2 separate regions of the Hordeum vulgare genome follow, and region 1 is linked to region 2. Evidence: chromatin contacts called from public Hi-C data. All regions are on one chromosome and are shown on one strand. Each heading gives the region's core, a stretch centred on a gene start, on an enhancer-like site or on the middle of the called end of the contact. The rest is flanking DNA. Distances are from core to core; before and after follow the strand shown.

Region 1 (5,047 bases), core at 869-3,368, 130 kb before region 2:
GAGAAAGGCACTAGTGGTAGAAAAGTTAGCATTTTTTACCTTAGTGTAAAACCTTGGTTCACGATAATGTGTCGGATTCACTTTCCTTTTTGAGTCTCCAGATTGATGGAAGCATGATTCTCTAAAGAAGATATGGCCACCAACTTTGAGCCATTTAACCATTCTTTCTACAAGCTTCTCGACCTACAGCAAGGGATAAAGCTTAGAAACAGTCACAGGAAATCAAATAGAATACCAGTTAACACATGCCGACAAAAAATTAGCTTAGATGTTATCAGTTCAGGCTTTCCGGAACCAGGGTTAACTATTGATCTGGACAATAAAGGATTACTACAGGCCTGTAAAATGGCTATTAAATCAAGGATCGAGACAAACAACCAGGTTCATAAGTGCATTATCTTACCTCCTCGTCTGAAAGATACATCAGTAGCCAGTTTGAAAATATGAGATCAATCGAGTTGTCCTCAATCACCAGGTCTGGAGATGTAACATCAGCACACATGAAGGATGCATTTTCGTAATGGCCATTTATGCTTTCATTCTACAATGAAAATATATTGAAAAGAGCTCAGTGAACCAGGCATTTCATGCATGTGGCGATTAAAAGAATGCCATCGCAATTCAGGCACCCAATATGTTTTCTTAAATCAGGAGTAGTTAAATGCTGATACCTTTTTAATCACACTTTCAATGAAATCCATTGCAAGAACATGCCCAGCTGTCTTAGCCAGTTCTCCAGTAAAGCGACCTATTCCCGCGCCAAGCTCCAGCACTGATTTTCCTTCATATGAAGGAAGTAAAGACAGTATCTGAAAAGTAAGAGTGGAATTATATGAGAATCTTGAATACAAGTCCAGGTAAACATGTTCTGAAGTCCTAATTTGCAAGAAATCATGTCTATTTCATGGGAACTACACCTTAATTATTCTAGTACTCTGCATATAGCATGGTAAGTCTTCTTATATGATACCTGATGTAATATGCCATATTGATGTTGAATGTAAAATACAAGAAGATGGATTATTATATTATTACTAAGGAAAATATGAATGGCAAACTTCTATAAAACCAAAAAGCAAGTACAAACTTCATATTGAAGTTGAGGTTTTTGGCATCATCTCAAGTAGACGCGATATTTTTCTTTAACCAAACTAGGATCCAGGGAACACTAAAAATTACGTGTCAGCATCATCAATGAGCACAGCACAGTTGCGTTGAACACCACACAATACGGATCAGTTTGCTCCCCAAATAACGCAGCACCTCCAAAAGCATCAACGATTACAACATGCATTTCTTCTAGGTAGCGCCAATATTATGATTGGTAATACTTGGAGCCGCCGAGCCGGGTGGGGGCAAAAGCAGTAAATCAACACACATGCTCCCCAGATCAGGCAGGTGGACAGTTGAAGAAACGAAAATATCATGTATCCGCAGATATACTGGCACTTAACCATTTACCACTAATCAACGGAACGGAAACGAGGCGATGGAATGGCGTTATCACCTCGGGGCGCTCCTCCTTGTCCAGATCGGCGGCACGGGAGTCGAGCATCATGGCCTCAACAGTGAGGTCCCTGGAGTGCTCCTCCCAGTACCTCTTCTGCGCCTCCCTCTCCTCCTCCAGCTTCGCCAGCACCCCTGCAACACACGCCACGCGTCAGTGACCCCACTCCAGCAAACAGGGAAGACACGCACGCCATGTGCTCGACCGTTCCCCCCAACCAACAACCAAGCGAGAGCAGAGATCCGGTCCGATCCGGCCGACACGGAACGGTGTTTGGTGAGCCCCTCCTGCTTACCGTTGGCAACGACTGCGTCGGCGGCAGCGGCGGCGGCGGCGGCGGCGTCCATCTTAGTTCCCGTGGCTGTTAACGGCGGGCTGTTCCGCGTGAATTTATCAGATGGGATGGTTGTTCGTTACGGGAGGCGGGCGAGATTAGGATCCCTCGACGGCGAGGCGGGCGCGGGAGAAGCTGCGGGAGCGGCGGTTGAACGACCTCCCACGCGGCTGCATCCACGACGGGATCACGTCGGGGCTGCGGGGAGGGGGAGGAGCGCGGACGAGTGGAGCGGGTGTGAACGAGCAGTGGCGGATGCGGTAGTAGGTGGGGGGAGAAGGCGAGGTTGGAAAGGGTTTTATAGCCGGGCGGAAGGGAGGGAGGGCGATCGAAGTCGAGCGATCCACCGTGAGATCTGCGCCACACGGCGGGCGCGGATCTTGGATCGGGGTTTTGATTATTTTGTTGATTTCGCTTTTTGTCGCCTTGGCTGAGCTGATCTGTAGCCTGATTGGACGGCGCGCGCCGCGTGTCTGGCTGCCTGGGCTCGGTTACGGGGTTGGGATCTGATGAACGGTAGCCAGTTGCTTTTCCTGGAGATGCTACTTTCACCATTGTGTCAAGGAAACTACTACTAGTACTCCTACCGTATGAAACGTGACGAATGAATCGGGAGGACGTGGTGGTCCGTGCTGGGCTGTCGAATTTCCTTCTCGATTCCTCGCCACACCAGTCACCACCAGGCGAGACCCAGCTAGCCAAGTTGATATTCGCATCCTCTCCATTCATCCCGTCGTGGCACTAACAGCGATGACATTTGGGACTCGTTGTTTGGACTTCACCTTCCACGGAAACAGTAGTGGATGTGCACTGAAGCATACTCCCTCCGTTTCTAGACGTGCTTCATCAGTTCAATACGCTGGAACTAGACCTTTAATCAGATTTTGATTAAAATTTTCAAAGCTGTTTTGAAATAGTCCATCCGATCTAATTTAATTGACGTAGCCTATATACAAGACATGATACAGTGTCTATCGTGTCTTGTATCGAGGCAATGTTAATAATTATTATTTACCGAATATTCAACTTTTTCAAAACTAAATCCGATACCTAAAACTAAAACAAGCACCGACTTGGGCTATTCGGCAAGGTTCTAGTTTTGGACTATCCAACTTCATGGATGGATTCGAACGAATGCCCTAAGCAATCTCCAACGCGACGCTTAAATAAGGGCTCCTGGATTTCGATCTCCTTCGGGTAGATAGTTTTCAGCTTGAATCATAGTCACTCCTGGATTTCGATCTTCTTCGGGTAGATAGTTTCCAGCTTGAATCATATTATCACCTAAGACGCCGACCCAAAAGATTGCTTCGAGCGCTTCTGATTTTTTGGCTAGTTTTGAGAGAAATGAAGGGATTTGGGTGCATGTGATTAGTATCTTGGGTTGAAGTAAGGAGCGCTCAGCTTATTTTGGGTGTTTATCTTTTTGCAAAAAGTAAATTGTTTCGTGGAGTCATATTTTTGTTTTGCCCAAATGATGGAACTGAGAAATCAAATCGATAGCTCTATTTGTTAGACATTGTTATTTCACAGCTAGATATTTTCCTTTTACCAACTAGGTAACTCCCCTTTCCATTATGATAGTGGCCTATTTTTTTAAGAGAATAAGTTCCAAACTTGCATGAATGAAAAATGATTGTTTGACTGAATTCTGATACTCCACTAAATAAACGGATTAAGAATGTCCCCTCTTCTTGTGAATTCCTCATAGGAGACCAAAATAAGAAAAACACTTGCCAAGAGATTCAGGTCACTCGGAGTGGGGATCAAGAACTCGTGCGATCAGTTACCTCTGTGTTTCCTCTATCCAAGTACCCGTTTTCATTACATGTAATGTTGCATCAGCAATAACTAAATTCTTTAGAGCAGGGTCTTCCATGACCATCAAAGCGGTGAAAAAACATACATAAAAATTTAATACAAGCAGGAGATTGATACGTCTTCAATGTATCTATATTTTTTTTATTGATCCATGCTATTATGTTATCATTTTAGAACACTTTTTAGACACATACCTATCAATTTACATTATTTTTAAGTACTAACCTATTAACCCAACATCTGGTGCTAGTTGTTGTTTTCTGGATGTTTTTCCACTTTGCAGGTTCCAGTACTAAACGAAGCTCAATGGACCTGAAAATTTTTGTGCATTTTTTCTGGACTAAAAGAACACCGTGGAGCATCGAAAGAAGGCCGGGAGGCACACGAGGCTCTCACAAGCCATCTGGCCACACCCTGGGGGCGCGACTTGATAGGTTGTGGCCGCCTCGTGGCTCCCCTGATCCCGTTCTCTGGCCTATAAATTCCTATTTACCCTAAAAACATCAGAGGAGGTCCCGAAACACTTTTTACGCCGCCGCAAGCCTCTGTTTCGACAGGAGGCCATCTAGAGCTCCGTTCCGTCACTCTATCGAAGGGGGGATCGATCATGGAGGGCTTCTTCGTCAACCTTGCTGCCCTCATGATGATGTGTGAGTAGTTCACCATAGACCTACGGGTCCATGGCCGTACCTAGACGACATATTTATCTCTCTCTTTGATCTTTAATACAATGATCATCTCGTCTTCGATTTTATCCATATGATGTAACTATTTTGTACGGTGCGTTTGTTGGGATCCGATGAATTGTGGGTTTATGTTCGGATTATTCATGATAAATATTTGACTCTTCTCTGATATATAATATGATTCTTATGTGCATGATTATAATAGCTTCGTAATTCTCTCTGATCTAGAGGAAGAACTACGAAGTAGAGGTTTAGGGTTGCACGTGGCAAAGTTGTGTTTCAAAAACCCTAAAACCTCTAATATATATAGGAGGAGGGGAGGGGCTAGCCTTGAGTCTCAAGAGAGCCCCAAGGGTGCCGGACGAGAGAGGAGGAGGACTCCAACCCCAATTCGGTTTGGGGAAGGAGGAGTCCTCCTCTTCCTTCCCACCTCCCTCTTTTTTTTCCTTTGGTTTTTTCCTTAGCCGACATAGCCCACTTGGGCTGGCCTCACCAGCCCACTAAGGGCTGGTGCGCCACCCTTGGGCTATTAGTCTCACTCCCGGGTGGGTGGGCCCCTCCCGATAAAAACTCGGAACCCGTTCGTCACTCCTGGTACACTGCCGGTAATGCCCGAAATCTTTCCGGAGACCAAATGAAACAATCATATATATCAATCTTCGTTTCTGGACCATTTCGGAAACCCTTGTGACGTTCGTG
Region 2 (4,902 bases), core at 665-3,164:
ACATTGCCGGTAGGGTATAACAACCTATCATTCCTGGTAGTTGGCGATAGACCGTTTATCCAGGTTAGCAATCACTACATGATCGTGAGCAACTGTCATTAACCTACCATCAAAGACCCTGACGGTAGGTAGTTATACCTACTATCACTGAGCTAGGGTAGGAAACAAAAATGATAAACATACAAAGAGTTACACACGGTTACACACTGACTATCATTCTTTCTTGGGAAAATCTAATTAACAGCGCCGCATCTCGGCATCACCATGTTGCGGCTGCGCAAGCATGCATTGTGTTCTCTTCCCATGCATGCATGCATGCATGCAATGATTCATCTCTAAATGATTGGAATTCAAAAACTTTTATCTCTTAAACCATTAATTCGATCGATGATCCGTTTTCGCCATTGACTTTGTTTTGACGAAATCTTCAAAACTAGATCCATGTCGACATATTTCGACAACTTTTTTTTTACTCGTACTTACCATATTTGTTGCACTTACTTGTCATATTAGTAAGTACTTACTTGTGTGATAAAAAATAATTTAATCGTCATATTTTTTGGAGATTGCATATAAATATGACATCTCGACATAATCAAACTAGCAAACACAAACAACTTTTTATAGGCGATTACGCGCGAAAATATGACAACTCAACATATTTAAAATCGATGACCACAAGAAATCTTTTTTGGTCATCGTTTGTAAATATGACAACTCGACATACTTAAAACTAACAAGCACACAAAATAGTTTTCTCGCAAAGTTATATGTAAATACGACAAATTAGCATATTTAAATTGGCAAACACAACCTATTACATGCTTTTTATATCATGCATAATAGAAACTGCCACAAGGCTTTATACGAAACAACATTAAAAAATGGCAATCAAGTTATTTTTCCCAGACAAGTAAGTGGTTAATAATATGTCAAGTGGGGTCAAAAAATATGACAAGTTTGAACTGAAAAAAATAATTATCAAAACATGTCGACGTGGGATCTAGTTTCGAAAAACTCGTCGCGAGAAAGTCAATAGTGAAAACGGATTATCGATTGAATTAACGGTTTTATAGATAAAACTTTTTGAATTTTAAACATCAAAGGGAATTGGGCTCAACCGACTGTTTAAGGAGCCGCCGCATGGAAGAGCATATATGCGGCGCCGTCGCTAGTCAATCTCTTTTTTCTTTTTAACTAATCTCTCCTCCCCTAATTTTTAATAAGGATGGGGTCTCATCCCTTTTAACCTCCAATCAAAATTCTTCTGGGTATAAAATTTTTATAAACTTATGTACGTGTAGCATTACTTGTAGGAAAAGGGTCATATTACAATGAAAAAAATCCATCTCGCTTAAGTTTTCAAGAAGGGTCGAGATAGTGATTTCGGCCGCCTGTGGATGTTCATGAAAAAAAAAAGTCCATACGCAGTCTCCCTTCTCGTGGTCCACATGATGCCCGGTTTCACGGAAAAGTCGCAGCCACGATATTGCTCGACAAGTGCTTCCGATGGTGTTGCTTCGTTGGCAAATCAAGATGCAACAGAAACTCTAATGGGAATCGTTCGGCCGGTCGCACACATGCGGGCGTTCGTTGACTTGATATCTAACTTTCTTCATTTAAAATTGTTGCAAACGACATTATATTTGCTATAAACGTTTTGTTTTGCTACATCTGTCCGCTAAAAAGCTCATTCATGGTTGATTGCAACTTCAGTTCGTTGGATTTTCGTTACAATCGCTATTTTTTACTTTTGCTACAACTGTGTTAATTTTGCTATAACCGGCATCATTCTTTGCTGCAACCGTTCACTAAAAAAGTTACATTCACGTCACGTAGATATTTTCCACAACCGGTGTTTGACTTTTGCTACCGCGCACCATCAACTTCGTTTTTTTGTTACGACCACGTAGATATTTTTCTTACTACAAATTTTATTTTTTGTTGCAACCATTGAAAAGATTGCTGCATCGAACGAAAAAATATTGCATGAAGTGGTTGGTGGATCCTAAAGTTTCGGCCGGCAGATTAGTTCTAATGTACATTTCTGACTAAGGATTGACTTGCTGTTGAGTGATTTGCAGTATCAGCATCACCAATTCATCATACACGCACTAAGCGACCCCCCACCGAGCATTCGCCCAGCAAGCTCATCATCATCCATCCATGGCGGCCAAGCCTTTCCATCTGCTCTTCTACTTAACACTAGTCATCCATGTTTCCCTCCAAGTGTCATTCGCGCAGACGAACATCACATCAAGGTCCCCCCTACTGGCTGCCGCCGGCGCCGGCTGGTCGTCCCCGTCGGGCCGCTTCTCCTTCGGCTTCTACGCCACGGACGGCGGCCTCGCCATCGGCGTCTGGCTCGCCACCGCGCCCAACGTAACGGTCACGTGGACCGCGAACCGCAACGACACGCCGGACACGGGCGGCTCGCTGATGCTCACCTACGACGGCCGCCTCATCTGGATCGGCGCGAGCATCAAGGACAGGCCGGTGGCAGTCCCGTCCCGGCCGGCTGTCTCCGGCGCCATGCTCGACGACGGCAACTTCGTCCTGTACGGCGCGGACGCGTCGGTGGTGTGGTCGACGTTCGCGTCCCCGACCGACACCCTGCTCGCCGGGCAGGACCTCGTGCCCGGGGCTCAGCTCTTCTCCAGCGTGTCGGACACCACGAGGGCCACCGGGAAGTACCGGCTCACCAACCAGCAAAACGACGGCAACCTCGTGCTGTACCCGGTGGGCACGAGCAACGTGGCAGCCGCGGCGTACTGGGACACGGTGACCTTCCAGATCGGCTTCCCCCTCACCCTGCGCCTGGATGCCAGTGGCGTGCTCTACCAGGCGAACAGCAACGGCAGCTACACCAACAACCTGACGCGACCCGGAGCCGCAAAAGCTGGGGAGCAAGCCCACTACCGTCTCACGCTTGACCCTGACGGAGTTCTGCGTCTGTACCGCCACGCCTTCGTGTCCGGCGGCGCGTCAAAGGCCGACGTCCTATGGAGCACACCGAGCGATCGGTGCCTTGTCAAGGGAGTTTGTGGGTTCAACAGCTACTGCGTCCTCGATCGCGACGGGCAGCCTACCTGTCTGTGCCCGCCTGGGTTCGGTTTCGTCGACGCGAGCAACGCCGCGCTCGGTTGCACGGTGAACTCCAGCGCCGGCCAATGCAAGGGGGGACAACAAGACGCCGCAGGCTTCTCCATGGCGCCCACGCCCAACATGTCATGGGCGGACACGCCGTACGAGGTGATGGGCGCGGGCACGAGCGCGGCCGACTGCCAAGCGGCGTGCCTGGGCGACTGCTTCTGCGCCGCGGTGCTAAGGGACGCCAACGACGGCACGTGCACGAAGCAGCAGCTCCCTCTGCGGTACGGCCGCGTGGGCGGCGGGTACGCGCTGTCCGTGAAGACCGGGGGAGCGGCGAACCCGACGCCGGGCGGCAGCGGCAGGGACACCAACCACAGATCCGTCGGCGTCGGGCGCGCGACCACCATCGCGCTGGTTTGCATCGGCGTTCTAGCATGCGTCGCGTTGTCCGCCTTGATCGCCTCCGCGCGGCTGCTCCGGGCGAACTGGAGGATCTTACACCGGCACGTGGCGCTCGCGAACGCCGACGCCGGCGAGGGCTTGGAGGAGGAGACGGCGCCCCTGAGATCGTACACCTACCAGGAGCTGGAGCGCGCGACGCACAGCTTCCGGGACCCTCTGGGCCGCGGCGCGTTCGGCACGGTGTTCAAAGGGGCGCTGCGCAACGGCGAGAAGGTCATCGCCGTGAAGCGGCTGGAGAAGCTGGTGGAAGACGGCGAGCGGGAGTTCCAGAGAGAGGTGCGCGCCATCGGGCGGACGAGCCACCGCAACCTGGTCCGCCTCCTGGGCTTCTGCCACGAGGGCGCGAGCCGCCTCCTCGTCTACGAGTTCATGAGCAACGGCTCGGTGGCGGACCTGCTCTTCAAGGGCGGCGCATCCCGCGCGCCGGCGTGGCCCGGCCGCCTAGGCATCGCGCTCGACGTGGCGCGGGGCCTGCACTACCTCCACGACGAGCTGGACAGCCGCGTGATCCACTGCGACGTCAAGCCGCAGAACATCCTCATGGACGCGGCCGGCACGGCCAAGATCGCCGACTTCGGGCTGGCGAAGCTGCTGCAGCCCGACCAGACGCGCACTTTCACCGGCGTCCGTGGCACGCGCGGGTACCTGGCACCCGAGTGGTACAGGGGCGCCGGGCCGGTCACGGTGAAGGCGGACGTGTACAGCTACGGCGTGGTGCTGCTCGAGATCGTGACGTGCAGGAGGGGCATGGAGATGGAGGAGGCCGGCGAGGAGCGCACGCTGAGGGAGCTGGCGTACGAGTGCCTGCTGAGGGGTGAGGTGACGAGGGCCATGAACAGCGACGAGGTGGTCGACGCGGCGGCCATGGAGCGGGCGGTGAAGGTTGGGATCTGGTGCGTGCAAGGAGAGCCTGAGTCGAGGCCGTCCATCAAGAGCGTCATCTTGATGCTGGAAGGACATTTGGAGGTGCCATTTCCACCGCCTCCCGCTTCCTATTGATGTGTGTATATGATGGTAGAGAAATGCAGCTGAATTTAGTTCACTATATGTAGGTTTTTGTAGAGATCAACAATATGATTTCTACTTTTGTTTCGCACAAAAGACTCAAAGCTCGATGAAGAAAATGAAAACAAATATGACGCTGGCAATGATTTTGGACCTAATCGATAGCTCTCTCTCTCTCTCTCTCTCTCTCTTTTTTTTTTTTTTTTTTGACAAAAGACCTAATTGATAGCTCAATTTTGTAGACGCTGCTATTCACAGACAGCTCTTCTCTTTTTACCAACCGGGCCGATCACCTTTTCCATTAGTGATACTGGACCAAAAAATTCCTTTAAGAAATGAAGT

Evidence for each region. Hi-C and Micro-C count contacts between places; a contact is called where the count stands out from the background.
Region 1: a contact with region 2 is called in a Hi-C map of leaf, with 5 times the contacts expected there. The contact joins the promoter of LOC123444185 here to the promoter of LOC123444183 in region 2. A contact is called at or near these places in 2 of 6 Hi-C or Micro-C datasets (leaf and seedling) and 1 of 1 datasets of contacts at active chromatin or transcription factors (embryo).

Annotation. Positions count from the first base shown.
Region 1 is chr3H:447,290,389-447,295,435 of MorexV3_pseudomolecules_assembly, reverse strand. It overlaps LOC123444185 (phosphoethanolamine N-methyltransferase 1-like), which reads right to left and starts at 2,118. Exons shown (of 12, transcript XM_045120822.1): 1 at 1,803-2,118; 2 at 1,508-1,641; 3 at 672-809; 4 at 404-541; 5 at 40-183. The coding sequence starts at 1,854.
Region 2 is chr3H:447,157,709-447,162,610 of MorexV3_pseudomolecules_assembly, reverse strand. LOC123444183 (G-type lectin S-receptor-like serine/threonine-protein kinase LECRK1) reads left to right here and starts at 1,914. Exons shown (of 1, transcript XM_045120820.1): 1 at 1,914-4,718. The coding sequence starts at 2,167. The coding sequence ends at 4,554.